Regions from separate parts of the Mus musculus genome. Here all the other regions are linked to region 5. Evidence: chromatin contacts called from public HiCAR-type, HiChIP or PLAC-seq and promoter capture Hi-C data. All regions are on one chromosome and are shown on one strand. Each heading gives the region's core, a stretch centred on a gene start, on an enhancer-like site or on the middle of the called end of the contact. The rest is flanking DNA. Distances are from core to core; before and after follow the strand shown. Region 1 has its middle 190 kb from the start of Gm23950. Region 2 overlaps Astn2 (astrotactin 2). Region 3 overlaps Astn2 (astrotactin 2). Region 4 has its middle 280 kb from the start of Pappa. Region 5 holds the start of Pappa (pregnancy-associated plasma protein A).

Evidence for each region. Promoter capture Hi-C pulls out the DNA fragments that hold promoters and counts their contacts. HiCAR-type assays count read pairs that join an accessible place to other places. HiChIP or PLAC-seq counts read pairs in DNA pulled down with a chosen protein or histone mark.
Region 1: an H3K27ac HiChIP or PLAC-seq map of embryonic fibroblasts shows a contact between it and region 5, with 5 times the contacts expected there. The contact joins the enhancer-like site here to the promoter of Pappa in region 5. A contact is called at or near these places in 3 of 39 promoter capture datasets (the 3T3-L1 cell line and hippocampal neurons), 2 of 484 Hi-C or Micro-C datasets (adipose-derived mesenchymal stem cells and embryonic fibroblasts) and 2 of 115 datasets of contacts at active chromatin or transcription factors (craniofacial prominence and embryonic fibroblasts).
Region 2: an H3K27ac HiChIP or PLAC-seq map of the NIH/3T3 cell line shows a contact between it and region 5, with 5 times the contacts expected there. The contact joins the enhancer-like site here to the promoter of Pappa in region 5. A contact is called at or near these places in 15 of 39 promoter capture datasets (the 3T3-L1 cell line, 3T3-L1-derived adipocytes, the HPC-7 cell line and 10 more), 14 of 484 Hi-C or Micro-C datasets (3T3-L1-derived adipocytes, brown adipocytes, cerebral cortex and 9 more) and 15 of 115 datasets of contacts at active chromatin or transcription factors (the NIH/3T3 cell line, cardiomyocytes, craniofacial prominence and 12 more).
Region 3: a HiCAR-type map of astrocytes shows a contact between it and region 5, with 2.2 times the contacts expected there. The contact joins the enhancer-like site here to the promoter of Pappa in region 5. A contact is called at or near these places in 8 of 39 promoter capture datasets (the 3T3-L1 cell line, 3T3-L1-derived adipocytes, cranial neural crest and 3 more), 4 of 484 Hi-C or Micro-C datasets (Sertoli cells, neural progenitor cells, reprogramming fibroblasts and 1 more), 5 of 115 datasets of contacts at active chromatin or transcription factors (astrocytes, cardiomyocytes, embryonic forebrain and 2 more) and 1 of 9 other capture datasets (embryonic stem cells).
Region 4: a contact with region 5 is called in a promoter capture Hi-C map of the 3T3-L1 cell line, with 7 times the contacts expected there. The contact joins the enhancer-like site here to the promoter of Pappa in region 5. A contact is called at or near these places in 5 of 39 promoter capture datasets (the 3T3-L1 cell line, 3T3-L1-derived adipocytes, embryonic stem cells and 1 more), 1 of 15 datasets of contacts at CTCF or cohesin (the NIH/3T3 cell line), 11 of 484 Hi-C or Micro-C datasets (the C2C12 cell line, adipose-derived mesenchymal stem cells, brown adipocytes and 5 more) and 1 of 9 other capture datasets (embryonic stem cells).

What each region holds. Positions count from the first base shown.
Region 1 is chr4:64,634,139-64,636,838 of GRCm38.p6, reverse strand. No RefSeq gene overlaps it. Among named protein-coding and RNA genes, the nearest start is that of Gm23950, 190 kb to the right of the region's middle. Within about 2 kb of position 1,413, at least 45 of the 459 cell types and tissues checked have an H3K27ac peak or open chromatin away from gene starts, as enhancers often do. A contact at or near this core is called in adipose-derived mesenchymal stem cells and embryonic fibroblasts, where this site is marked.
Region 2 is chr4:65,476,095-65,478,794 of GRCm38.p6, reverse strand. The region is part of intron 19 of Astn2 (astrotactin 2); the gene reads left to right. Among named protein-coding and RNA genes, the nearest start is that of Trim32, 130 kb to the left of the region's middle. Within about 2 kb of position 1,449, at least 96 of the 459 cell types and tissues checked have an H3K27ac peak or open chromatin away from gene starts, as enhancers often do. A contact at or near this core is called in 3T3-L1-derived adipocytes, the NIH/3T3 cell line, brown adipocytes and 7 more, where this site is marked.
Region 3 is chr4:65,419,360-65,422,059 of GRCm38.p6, reverse strand. The region is part of intron 20 of Astn2 (astrotactin 2); the gene reads left to right. Among named protein-coding and RNA genes, the nearest start is that of Trim32, 180 kb to the left of the region's middle. Within about 2 kb of position 1,314, at least 93 of the 459 cell types and tissues checked have an H3K27ac peak or open chromatin away from gene starts, as enhancers often do. A contact at or near this core is called in Sertoli cells, astrocytes, embryonic stem cells and 3 more, where this site is marked.
Region 4 is chr4:64,840,211-64,842,910 of GRCm38.p6, reverse strand. No RefSeq gene overlaps it. Among named protein-coding and RNA genes, the nearest start is that of Pappa, 280 kb to the left of the region's middle. Within about 2 kb of position 1,305, at least 2 of the 459 cell types and tissues checked have an H3K27ac peak or open chromatin away from gene starts, as enhancers often do.
Region 5 is chr4:65,122,833-65,125,532 of GRCm38.p6, reverse strand. Pappa (pregnancy-associated plasma protein A) reads right to left here and starts at 1,359. Exons shown (of 22, transcript NM_021362.1): 1 at 586-1,359. The coding sequence starts at 991.

The DNA.
Region 1 (2,700 bases), core at 164-2,663, 490 kb after region 5:
CTTCCATTGATTAGATGAGGTCCACTTATATTAGAGAGAATAATTTCTTTACTCAATCCACTGATTCATATGTTAATCTTATCCAAAAATACCATCACAGAAAAGCCCATAATGATGTTTGACTAAGTAGCTGGATATACACAAACAATTAATCACCATGTTCTTTCTTTCTCTTTCTTTCTTTCTTTCTTTCTTTCTTTCTTTCTTTCTTTCTTTCTTTCTTCCTCTCTCTCTCTCTCTCTCTCTGTCTTTTTCTTTTAAAATTGAGTCAGTCTCATGGTCTTACATACTCCAATCTGATTTGAAGAATTTCTATGTCTTAGAGAAATACTCTTATCCATGAATATGAGGGTATTTGAGGGAAAACACTTTAAAAACTATGAATAAACAAGCTTTAATATTCTAGTGTAAAGAGCCTTTTGTTTGCTTAAAGAAGAGAGCAACACTAGTAACCATGAATCTGAGAGTGTCGGATAGGTTTCAGGAATAGCAAGGATGTAAGAATCGTTTGCTCAGAGATGAGCACTAGAAGTAGCCATGAAATCGATAATGGATATAGCCAGAGATCAGACTACAAATGATCCAACTACAAACAATACATGGATTATGTTCTATTTGAGATGAATAAGACTTGGAAGGATTTGGGTAGGAAATTTATATAAAGTACTTTTGGAAACCATGTAAATTCAGGGTGCAAGAATTACAGTAGGAAGTTAAATAAAGAGCCTGTTATTATGATTTAGTTTTAATACATAGGAAAGGGAATGCAGACTGTCCACTCACTGATGCATGCCCTTAAATGCCCCAGTTTCAATGTTGCTTGCCACATCTACAGTTTCATCTTCCATGCAAACCTTTCCTCTGTGTCTCAGTGTGAAACATGGAAGATATCAAGATCATCAGCCACTGTGATCTTAAAGGCCAGATATTAGCCCTCAGGATTTCCCTTTGCAACATCAGAAGCAGTAGGCTTGTAAGTCTCCAAATATGTGAACCACCACCACAAGTCAACTTTGATTTAAAGCAAAGGAGCTGGCATTGCTTAAAGGTGAGGTCACTGGAACTGGAGCCTTGATGAAGTTTCTCAGAAAGAAAACATTGTGCTGTGTTTGTGTCTCCCTCACATTCCTCTTTCCCTCTCCCCTCACTTCCCACCACATGTGGGTTGGCTGTGCCTGAGGTTCCAGGGATTGAACAAAAACCATTGAAGTTTGGGCATATCAAAGAGTCTATACAAAAACCAAGCAGAACTCCCTTAACCTGAGCACAGTTCTGCAAGTGTTGATTGAAGGAGACAGAGAGGAAGCTACTTTAAGTCTTTTAGAGAAAACAACACTTGGTGTGTGCTCATGGAATTTGCTACATAATGAGGACACTGATTCTCCCTCCATGAGTCAGAGTCTGGCCACTGTAAAACTATGGAGAAAAAAATCCTCTGGGGTTTATGCATAGGCCATGCTTCCAGGTTTGTGACTATATTAACAAGCCCTGGAACCAGGATCCCAGGAAGTCAGGATCCCGGCTTTCATGATTAGCACATCCCTACAGGTCACAGGTACCTCGGGTAGATGGCTTTCATGAGTAGCACATCATTAGATGTCACAGATTCCTTGGGTGGCTAATTTTGCTCTGCTTTGGCATTAGTTGGCTTTTCTGTAAAGTTGAAACAATATGTCCTCTGCAGGGTCATTACATGCATTTGGTGCTATGGTCATAAACCCCAATGTTTCTGGCAACATAGCCCTGCCTTACTGTCATACTTTAAGCAATAATCCGATTTAAGGCTCACTCTGTGTCCATCCTGGTTCTGTTTGGAAATAGAAGAGTGCTTAGTGGAGTAAAATATGCAAAACTATGCCTTTTTTGCAAAATGAAAAATACTGACATTTTCAAATGATAGGCAATATTCCTGATTAATCAGAGGGAAGATAACACTCATACCTCCTTCCTTCTCCAGTTCCCTACCCTATGTGATGTCTTCACTGTGGTATTCACCTAATTGCTCTGAACAAAGTAAATGTTAATTTCTGTTTCATTTAGCCCTGCCATATTCAGTTCACTAGTAACCACTGCCTCTTCGATATTTTGTCCTCTTTTCTCCCTTCCAGTTTTATCAATGTTAATATCACTCAGACTTAAAGCATCCTTAGCTCTCAGGAAGCCTTCTCTCTAACACTTTCCTTATCAGCTTTCTAACCTAATCCCCAAAATGGTTAAAGATGACTTTCAAAAACATTTATCTTCTAAAGGAATCACATTCCATTTCTTTTCTAAAACCTTCAAGTCACTGGGTTTCAAACTCCTCAGCATGTCTAATGATGCTATAAGTGACCTGGTATTTCTCCACTTCAGTCATTGTACAGTGATCTCTCTAGTACGTCGCTCAGTCCCACACACATGGCATCGATGCTGTGATCACATACATATGTCAGTTCAAGGCATTTCCTGAGCTTTTCCTTGAATGTGTTGAGAAGCTCTGCCTCTAATACACTGAGTGGTTATGTCCTTCTTGCTTGGACCCTTTTCAGCTCAAACTTCTTGACCTCTACAGGGCTTCTCTGACTGCCCAGTCACACAAACACTAATTTTGCATCAGTTTCTTACTCTGCTGCCCTTTCCTTCCTTACCATCATTAGAAATTATAATGTTCCTGACGGTTGGTTTGTATCTTTTTGATGTATTTTCACTCAAATCAGAAAC
Region 2 (2,700 bases), core at 200-2,699, 350 kb before region 5:
CATCTTTATGGGTAGAGTTACAAACTTGATTAGAACATCATCTTACTTTCCTCTGCCTCCTTCTAATTTTTAATAGCTCTTTCCATTTTATGTCTAATCTGAGATCAGAAGCTCCCGGCCCCTAGCTGCTAGTCTAATTCATTACTTTATCATTTCCTGATTCCTGCCCAATAGAGTATAGCATTCTTGGGAGAAGTGAGAACTAAAGTAGAAGGGCCGTGGTGGGGATGGGCAGTTAGTGAGGAGCAGAATCCTTAGAACTTTGTTGTTAAGAGTATCCTCATGTAGATGCTGCTGCAGGAGAATGGACAAAGGGTGAAACATGGATTCATGGACATTGCCCCAAATTGACAAGAGAATAAGAGGAAGCAATTCCAGAGGCAAAGAGATAGCATAGCACGCTATAAGAACTAAATCCCAGAAGAGTCAAGAGCAGGGAGGACTTCAAAGAGATGGAGCTCATAGACAAGGGTTGGTTTTATGGAAGACAAAGTTGATCCTTCTAATCAGAGACCACATGAAATATTAAGTAGAAATTATTGGTGATGGTAGAGCAAAGAAGAGGGGATCAATTTATCCTGTGTTTTCAGTAAAACATGAATGGGGGGGGGGAATACATGAGGTTGGAGTGAAAGAAAGCCGATTTAGGTTAAAGTACCAAAGTGTTTTGCAGTGTGTGGTCCATTTATATCTGCATCATCATGGGGAGCATGTTAATAATGGAGATGACTGTGCTGACTCCAAAGTTACTCAATCAGGATTTTTTGGGACTAGCCCTAACTGGTTTATTCTCTCTCATTCTCTCTGTCTCTGTCTGTCTCTGTCTCTCTGTCTCTGTCTCTGTCTTTGTCTCTCTCTGTCTTTGTCTCTGTCTCTTTCTCTGTTTATGTGTGTGTCTCTGCCTGTGTCTGTCTGTCCCTGCCTCTCTTCTTCCCCCCGACCCCCGTGTGTGTGTGTGTGTGTGTGTGTGTGTGTGTGTGTGTGTGTGTGTGTGAATGATGTCTATAGGTCCAGTTGTGTAGGGTAATTAGCCACATGATAAGCAAAGGTGGGAGTTAGGGAGTCTCTATTCAGATAGCACAAGCACATGACATTACAGGACGTGTAAAAACTAATGTAAATAATTACCACAGAGATACTACAGCAAGATTTGAATGCCATGTTAGGTAAGGTGTCCCAGGGAGGAGACTACAGTAGAGATGGGATTAAAACAAAGGCCTGAAGGCAGACAAGCACCGGCCTCTTTATGAACTGTTCAGTTGTTTGCCAGGGCAGGATTATGGGGTCTCCTGATCTTGTTTCTACTCCTAGCCACACAACTTTGGAAAGGTCACAGGGCCCTCGCTGCAGGAGTCATCTTGAAAAAGGGCATCTCTCCCTCCTGCTGCCTGGATTGAGCAAGAAGCTGGACACAGGGCGAGGCAGCAGCTGTGAGTCAGACTGCCCCCACACAAGCGCAGGCGCAGGCACGGGCTCCAGCTCTAAGCTTGGGGCCCCAGTTGGGATGGAAGTTCTCCCTTGCTTTCACTATCTGAAAACTGCCTGTACAGCCAAGTGTGGTTCAATGCTGCCTTGTCTCGCTGGGAATGATCTGAGCTATTCATGCCCCTGCTGTGGGTTCCATCCCCCCTTCCTCCTGTACCCTTACCCTCCCTCCCCTTATTTCCCATTTTCTTTTGCTTTCTTCTGCTTGGTGTCGTTTGGTTTCTTTTACTCTACTTTTCCTTTTTTCCCTACATCATTCTGTTATTCCTTTGAAACCTTTTCTTTTCCATGTTTTCTTATTGGCAGTGTGATTCAGGAGACCTACTTAGAACATCAGGGGGTGTCTAGGTCCTTTCAAACTCATTTCCTTTGTGCCTTAATTCCTCCAATTCCCCAGGAAAATAGTGTGATTCAAAGGTGTTACAAAGACAAGGGCCCATCAGCATTTCTCCCAGCATTGTCTATTCCAACTGTACTTTTAAAAATGGATTTTTAAATGGGATCGTTCATAGGGATCTCAGCGTTTAGCTGCTTACTAAAACTCCTCTAAAGTTGTTATAATGTCTGAATACCCTGCCTCCCCATACCAGACCAATTTGATGAGAACTTTCCGGAGAGTGTCCCAGGCTGTAGGATATTTTTTTAAAGCTCCCTCAGCTGATTATCCTATATATTAAGGTAAAGAAGCATCCCTTTACAAACAGCTGCCTTTTGTTAAGGGCAAAGAGACAAGGACACTGCGGCCCAAAAGAGGTAAAGGGTCATATCCAGAATGAGTCAGTGTGGACAGAACTAGAACCAATCCTCTTGCCATCTCTGTCCCCTTGGCCCCACATCTGAATCACCTTAAGCAAATGCCAGGGCCTCAGGAGAGCAGCCTCCTGCCTCTGCCAGGGCCTGGCGTTAGAGGAGAGCCCCAAACACAGCCCCATTAAGCCAGGCAGGGCCTTCCGGGAATCACTGCTGGCTCTGGCTTAGAAAACAAACAAGAGTTCTTTGGCTTTTGTTGGCTGCATCCTGGAGTTGGGGAGCTCAGAGGAGAGCACCTAAGGACGCAGGTTTGCTGCTCTTCTTGGAGACAAAGTGGGGCTGCCAGAAGCAAGACCAGAGACAGGTGGGCAGCGTGCAAGGGGGTGGGGGAGCTGAGGGGAGGTGTGTGAGTCAGGAGTGCATGCCTCCCACAGATGCTGCCAGCAGGCCTCCAGAGAGAATGCA
Region 3 (2,700 bases), core at 65-2,564, 300 kb before region 5:
CTTTTATACATACTTTCTTTACACAGAGATTGAGATGGACTTTGAGGTCCTATGGCTATTGCTGAATTAGCTTCATCTGGTGTTAGAGTCAAACTTGCAACAAGATAATTAACAAGGGAGGATTGGTTCCAGGTGAAAGCATGGGACTTCTGGGGAAGCTCTAATCTTCGTCATCTAGTGGTCCTTGGAAGAGGAGGCTTTGAGCTTGGTTTTGGTAGCACTGAACATTTAGAATAGGGAAGTTTACTTCCTCAGTAGAAGAAATGGTTGAAACAGCTGCAGAAAGAGATGATATATTGAAAGAGTTCCATGTGGAAGACGATAGAAAGTTGAAGATAGTAGAAGCAGATAATTAACAAGGTTGGAGAGGCAGTTCGGATAAAGCCCTATGATGCAGGCTAGGGAACCAGTGGTGGATTCTGGGCAAGAGCGAGAAGGGAGATTTGGATTTAAGAGATATATCTGTGGTATATGACTGAGATATATGACTGAGAGATATATCTGTGGTATATGACTGATGCTGAGGAGAGTAGCCAAGTGTGTTTATAATAGTTCTGATAAGAGGCAATTACTCTGCCACTAGATCTGTGTCAGCTGATGGAAGGCAAGAGACAGATGGTGGGAATCACAAGATGTGGGATAGAGGTGGTCAGAGTTTCCTTTGGAAGTATGACAAAGAATAACTAATCACGAAGCCTTGTGAAGATGTTCAGGGTCAAGATTTGAACATTAAAATTCTGGGTTTGAATCTTGGCTCCACCACTTGACAATAACAAATGTAAAACAAATGAGGCCCAGTCCAGATTGCTACTAGTCAGGCCTTTCTGCGCTGAGAATTAGACCCTGCAGCAAACAAACAGGGCTTAAGCAAAAAATAAATATTAAAAAAAATTAAAAGCATTAAGCTTTCATTTGTTAAACAGGAATAATGCATTGTACTTTAAAAAAACCCACACGTACAATGTAAGTCAAAAGTTTCAGATAGCAATTCCTGGCATCCAGTAGGCCCTTTATTCATGTGGACTCCTTCCTGTGTTCATGACTCTTCTTTCCTGTATACATTCATAATAATCCTGTCTCCTTTCCTCTCTCCACCCAGTTCATTCTTTAACTGCCCAACTTCCCTCTCTCAGCCCTCTTTCCCTGGGATGCCAGAAATCAAATAACATTCTTTGCGTGTTTGTTCCCCAGCGCCTGGCAGCCTTCCCATAGACCCCTGGCTGGGTCAGGAGTGATTTGCATTAGCATGTGCAAGGCCAGTGCAAAGGGGAGGGAGAGGCCCTGTTTACAGGGAATTTCATCAGGTTCTCTAGCCAGAAAAAGGAGAAGTGAGTAGTTCTTTCTCGGAAACATTCACAGATTAGGACAAGCCCAGAAGGCTCTGGGAGCTGTCCTGCCAGTGGGCAGGTTGTGGGTGAGTGGGCTAGAGGTCTAACTTCCCAGGGCTGTATGCAAGTCCTCTCACCCTTATCATAGGCCATGAAATTAGTATGCTTAAATTGCTCTTTCTCAATCATATCTAAGCCCCATAACAGGTTGAAGAGGCACTGCTCAGAGTAAGGAAGCCACTCAGAAGCCACAGGAGAAATAAACAGGAGGTTTTCTGGTTTCTTGATGGGTATGAAATCCACAAAAAATATCCTCAGGGAAAAGAAAGTAGAGGTGGTACCCACAGGCTTGTTTTGTGTTTGTCTTAGCTTTAATCTTGTGAAATTTTCCATATTATCTGTCTTAGCATCATAACATTTTCCAGGAATCTCAGTACCCTGGTAAACATCTAGATAGCCAATGGCAGGCCAAAGGAACAAGGCCCCGTGGTGTCTCAAAAGTAACTTTGCTAGTGTGAAGTGTGTTGCTCCTAGCCCTTTGTAGACCAACAAACTGGACTTCTGTGCTTCTCTCTGTCTCTCTCTGTGTCTCTCTGTCTCTGTCTCTGTCTGTCTCTCTGTCTCTGTCTCTCTGTCTCTCTCTGTGTGTGTGTGTGTGTGTGTGTGTGTGTGTGTGATTTTGAGACTTTTCATTTAATTATGGTACTGAGGACTGAACCCAGGGCCTTATTCATGACCAAGGAACACCCAACTACTAAGCTAGCCTCTTTTTGTTGTGTTTATTTGTTTTTTAAATAGTATTTCCTCAAGTAGTCCAGACTGGCATTTAACACAATCTATAACATATTGTGAACTTTCTATCCCCCTGCCTCAGCTTCTGAGTAACTCGGGTTCTAGGCCTATACCACAAGACTTCACCCCCAATTTTCTCTTTTATCTCCCCTGGTTCTTCTCTGGTATATTTTTATCCGTAAACAAGACATTATGCTTCTATTTCATATTAGTGTCGTTATGGATTCCCAGGAAAAGAATTAACAGTTTGAAATGCAAGTTTGTAAAATGTCCTTTCCACACACTAGACACCATTCCAAATTCTTCCCACAAGTTAGCCTTACCTAGACCTTTCAATGTGGACATCATTGCCAGTTCATAAATGAGAAAATTCAACCCCAGAATGTAAAAACACTTGAAAAAGGTCAGTATCAGAGCTAGGATTTGAACTCAGCAGACTGGCTCCCAAGGCCAAGTTCCCAATAACTAACTAAATAGCCCAGAAACTTAGGATACCCAAGATATAAGATACAACTTGCCAAACGCATGAAATTCAAGAAGAACGAAGACCAAAGTGTGGACACTTTACCCTTTCTTAGAA
Region 4 (2,700 bases), core at 56-2,555, 280 kb after region 5:
GAATAAGGCATATTTTAATGCTAATAATATAAAATAAAATATAAAATATAAAAGAAAACCATCAAATATTCCATAAATAAGACAGATTCCTTTAAAATTAATTTAAGATTTTAAAAATCTTTCTCTCTTTGTGTGTATGTGTGTGCTGAATATGCACATGCATAATAGGTATTGCTTTTATGAATAATAGTGGAAAGGGTTTAGAGAAACATCTACTTAAATACATATACTTATATTTGGGATATCTACATTTAAAGTACAAATTGAATCTTGGCAGGAGTTGCACAGTGAGTTAATAGGACAACAATTTAAACTCCTACAATATTAATTTTAAAATTTTAATGACATAATGCAAGTATAATGAGTTTATATTTGAGATAAGGGTTCAGTGTGTCCTTGTTTTTACCTCCTGCAACCATTTTAAATTTATTGGTCTTTTTTTGTTGTTGAGAAAATGGTTTATCTTGGCAAACAGACCAAGTATACATGAATAAATTTGCTGTGGTTGGGTGGCATGCTCTATAAATGTCAGTTGGAACTAATTCATTAGTAGTGTTGTTTGAGTTTCTTGCATTCTTACTGATATTCTGCCTACATGTCCCATGAATCACCAAGGGAAGAATGATGATATCTCTAGTTTTGATTTCAAAGTCTCCATCTATATCTATCAGCCACTACCCGTGCATCCTGAAACGCTTTCATGTTCATGCAATAATCATCATGTTTTTTTATATGTTCAGCATATAAGTTCTCTCTTGCAATAATGTTTAAAACATGGCAAAGTGTTTTCAGAAATATATGTATATGATGGCTAGGACAACAACTAAGATATCATCACTACACTCAAGGACATTGCATTATTGAGGAGTTATAATCAAAATACATGGAAATTCTGAGTAATAAAGAATGCCTTCCATTTTGAATTAGTTCCTTTAACTAAATATTTCCATTGTATATAATAGGACTTCCAATTTTATTTTTTCTCCTATTTGTATTTGATTTTGTGCAAACCTTGAAATATATTTTATTTAAATACACTGCCCCTCCTCCAACTCCTCCCAGATCCCCTTCCCTAGCCACCCAAATTTTTATCTTCTTTTTCTACAAAAAGACTTTCACTAGAATGTAGTTGACCTACCAGGAGTCACACCCTTAAAGACAATTAGTCCCCTCTCCCAGAAGCTCTCAACTGCCAATACTACCTTGGTTAGTGATGTTGCTTCAGGTTCCCTACTCTGCTTGCTCTCTGTGATTCTGTCTGGATTGAGTTTGTGCAGATCTCATGCATGCTGTTGCAACTGCAGAGAGCTCATATTGCTACAGCACAGTGTCAAAAGCTATTTTCTTACAGTTATTCACTGTCTATGGATCTCACAATTTCTCCACCTACTCTTATTTCTTCATATGATTGATTAAACTTTGAAAAAACAAAGGATGTCTGGCAAATCATTGAGAAGAAGTGGTCCTTTCCTTTTGTTTAGGCTAGAAAATGATGTTAACCACAAATTCTTGAAGATATCACCATATTCTAACCATCCATCACCCTCCATGTACCATTCTGACTGTGTCAAATAAAGATGTTTGTAATCTTTTCTAAGTCTTACTCATCTTTCTAACCAGAGCTTATGTTTTTCATTCACCCAGAACATATTTTGACATTGTGGAAGATATTCTTCTTTGTACATATGAGCATTGCAATAGGTTAAATAGAATAGACATGGTAATGCTTGAAGATTGTTCTTGTTTTTTTGTTTGTTTGTTTTTTTGTTTTTTTCCTTTCTACATATAGTCTCTTGTAACAAGATACTGAAGGCACAAATTATTTCCTGCTTCTATCATAAACCTTAATAGTTTTTAGCTTAAAGTACCACTTGGAAAATGTGAATAGTAAAGAATATGATAGATTGCAATTAAATAAAATACAAATAGTAACATAAAAATCAGGCAGCGCAGAAGAGACAAGAAAAGAACAGAACAACTTGTGAGGTTGGTTTAGACTTTCTACAGTTACTTTAATTTTTGGAAGCTTTCCAAATATCAATTATTTACATTGCATTCACTATGTGTACAGCATTTGTGAAGATATCCATAACCGTGGTTCTCTTGGGAAGTGACTAAAGTCTGTTAAAACCCAAGAAAGTATAGTAAGATGAAATCCAGAAATCCAACCTTTCTCAATGTCCTCTCCTGTGCCTGTCATATTTCAGTGTGTTAAGTTCTTTCCATCATGCTCAGGTGTACAGACTGGTGCATAGCTTTTCATGCAGATTTTCCTGGAAATGTGATGGCTGGTAAGTGTGAGGAGTATATATAGAGGCATCAGAGTGGTTTCACAGAGGTAAGATGTTTGTAGTGACTCTTATACTTCACCTTTTTATGCATTATTTATTTAATCATTAATTTATTTGCTTATTTATGCTTTCAGCAAGTATTTATTAACTACCCATAACATGGCATACAGTTATCATTGCTTAACTTTTAGTTTAGGACACATAATAATAATTCAGAAGTAAAGAGGAAAATCAACATTGGAATTAATACAGAAATGGATTGTGATTGAAAAAGAGGAGTGTGGTAGAGTATAGTTGACTTTGGATTAAACAAATGCCAGAATCACTGGGACTGACTGAGAATGGTGGGGTATCTCAGCCTATAGGGCCAGTTGTGGAAGCTTCTTTTCCAGCTAAAGCAAAGTCCAGA
Region 5 (2,700 bases), core at 110-2,609:
AAGCAAGGACCCAGAGAGGCAGTGTGGGTGGCTATGGTGGTGGTGGTGGTTCCCAGAGGCAAGCTTCGGGCAGAGAGCAACTTTGGGGTAGTTATAGGACTTCTAAGTCTGGCAATCAAAACTACCTGCCCCATGCCTACTTTGAGGGTAGCCAGGCTACTGGAGAATTGCGTCTATGGAAAAGTAAAGAGAAATGAACCGTTTCCTACACTTCTTTCACACGCAACCCATCTGGGTCCTGTACCCTTTTCTCCCATACCCGGACAGAGTCTCTCTGTACATCCCCAGCACCACTTAAGTATTCTGGGTTCCCGGGGGATCAGCTATATCCCTAGCTCCTGGTCTTGGACCGGCGAGGAGCTCCCGAGTGCAGCTCCCCAGAGGCCGGGCAGCATCCTTTCTCAGCGCGCCCATTCCGCAGATGGGTTAAAGAGAGTCTCTCTTCCTTACTCCCTGTGCTGCTCCCGGGACGGCTCCCGCAGACCCACCCGCCACCTGCACCCCAGACATCCGCAAGAACCCAGGAGGGGCCTGCAGAGACCCGCAGGGTGGTCCGCCAGACAGGGGGGACCCCTTTCTCCTTACCTGTGATCACTGCTGGAGACTTCTGGCCACCCTCGGCTCGCAGCCACACTTGCAGTGTAAAGGCGTCGCGGGGTAGCTCCAGGTCGGCCCGGAGGCGCAGCTGCTCCCCTCGCCCGCTGAAATAGAGCGCCCGGCTAGGCGGGCTCGGCTCCTCGGCGCCCCTCGCCGCCCGCTGCTGCCGCCGCCGGGGGACGCGCACGGCTTCCCAGGCACCGCCCGGAGGCGGCGGCGGCGAGGCGCGGCGACCGCGGGCCGCCCGGGTGGCGCAGGTGGCCGGTCCAGCGGCGGGGCGCGGGGGGCGCACGGCCCGAGGGTCTCTTCGGACCCGGCGGGGGCGCTCGGCCAGCCCGCAGCCCAGCGCGGCGCTCAGCAGCCCCAGGCGCAGCACCCAACTCCAGAGCCGCATGTCCGACGGTCCCCCCCGCCCCCCCTGCGCCCCTGCACCGCCGCCCGGAGCTGCCAGCTTTAGCTCGCACTACTATTTGCCTCCTTTCTCGTGCGAGCCCCCCTTCCACTTGCTTTTTTCTTTTCTTTCTCGCTTTCCTCCTCAAGGTGTGTGCTCCACTCCCCCCACCTTTCAAAAATACAGTCCAACTCCTCCTGGTTGGCAATTAATTTCTCTCCCCGCTCCTTTATCTGCCTTATCCCCCCTTCTAACAGCTGGATGCCTTCCTCCTTGTTTTATTTCATTTTATTTTATATATTTCTAGCTCTTAAAAAAAATCTCCTCTAACACACTGGTCGGCTGAATTCCCTCCCTCCCCCCAAGATGCTCTCATTTATTTATTTTTTGCGTCCTTTATAACACAAGCCACAGCCCCCTTCTCCCCCCCGCCCCCTCCCCTCCCTCCTTCTTCACGAAATGAAAGGAAAGAGGGGGAAAAAATCCCTTAGAAGACGAGTAAACAAGCGTGTGCTAATCTGTTCGCCAGCACTCCACCTTCCCAATTGAATGAGTCCCTGTTCAAACTGCGGGGATCATGACCAATCAATCGGTTTGGAGAGGCCGATCCACCCAGCCTTCCTCTACTTTGCCGTTTGTCTCCTTTCCTTCGGTTCAGCTTCTCCACCCCCTCTTTCTTCTTCTACTTCTTCTGTTTTTAAGAAGACAATCTTAAAGTAACAATTTAATGAAATTCTGTACACACCCCCTTACGGTCCTCCCTGCTCTTCGCATTCCGACTCAAAACACACGTTCTGGTTTGTTTTGTTTTGCTTTGCTCCCTTTACCCCCGCCCCTTATTTTTATTTTTTATTTTGCCTCGTGGCGGGAGAGAAAAATCTGTCTTTCAGGGTCTCATTTGCCCTTTGCTGTTACATGTCTCTCTTTTCACAATACACAAAGCGTTGAAACTTGATTTTCAGATTCTTTTTCATCTTCTCTGCCTCCCTCCCTCTTTCTTTCATTCTCCCACTTTTCTTCTTGTTCTCTGTCCCCCTCCCTTCACCTCCCTCTCCCATTTTTCTCCTCCTTGCTCTCTCTGTCTCTTTTGCCTTTCTCCTTCTCCTCTCACCACATTTTCTTAAAGTTATACTGTAGTAAGTTGGTTCTCTCTTCCCTGAGACCCCAATGCTAACCTTCGCGCTTCAGCATACCAAAGTCAATTCCCAAATCCGTATAGATTGAACAGAGCATCAGAGAACTGTTTGCAGGGCATCTCCCTTGGAGATACAGTGGACCAGTGCTATGTCCCCCATCATTGCCCCTGAACAATCCTACATCATTCAGTTGACTGTTAGATATACTTTTTGTTGAATATAAATGGTAGGAAAATATGAATTTACCCAATTTCAGCTTAAAAACAATCCAAGTTCTCCTAATGTTGGCCAAGCACAGGTAAGCAGGTAACAGTCTGCTGCCCCTGTGGCTCTACGTTTTGAACTGAAATATATATATATATATATTCATTCCTTTCCCCCTCTTTATGGAACTCAAAAGCTCCCCCTTATGGCAAAACAGCTCTCTTTCCCTCGAGTGTTTAATAAGTCAAAATGGGTTAGCCATGGTGGTTTAAATTTATTAGTTCTTTGCTAGCCTGTCCAAATAGTATCTCTATAAAAAGATGTCATTCCAGGTAGAATTTATGGTGGAAAACTGAGGTGAAGTTGACGCTA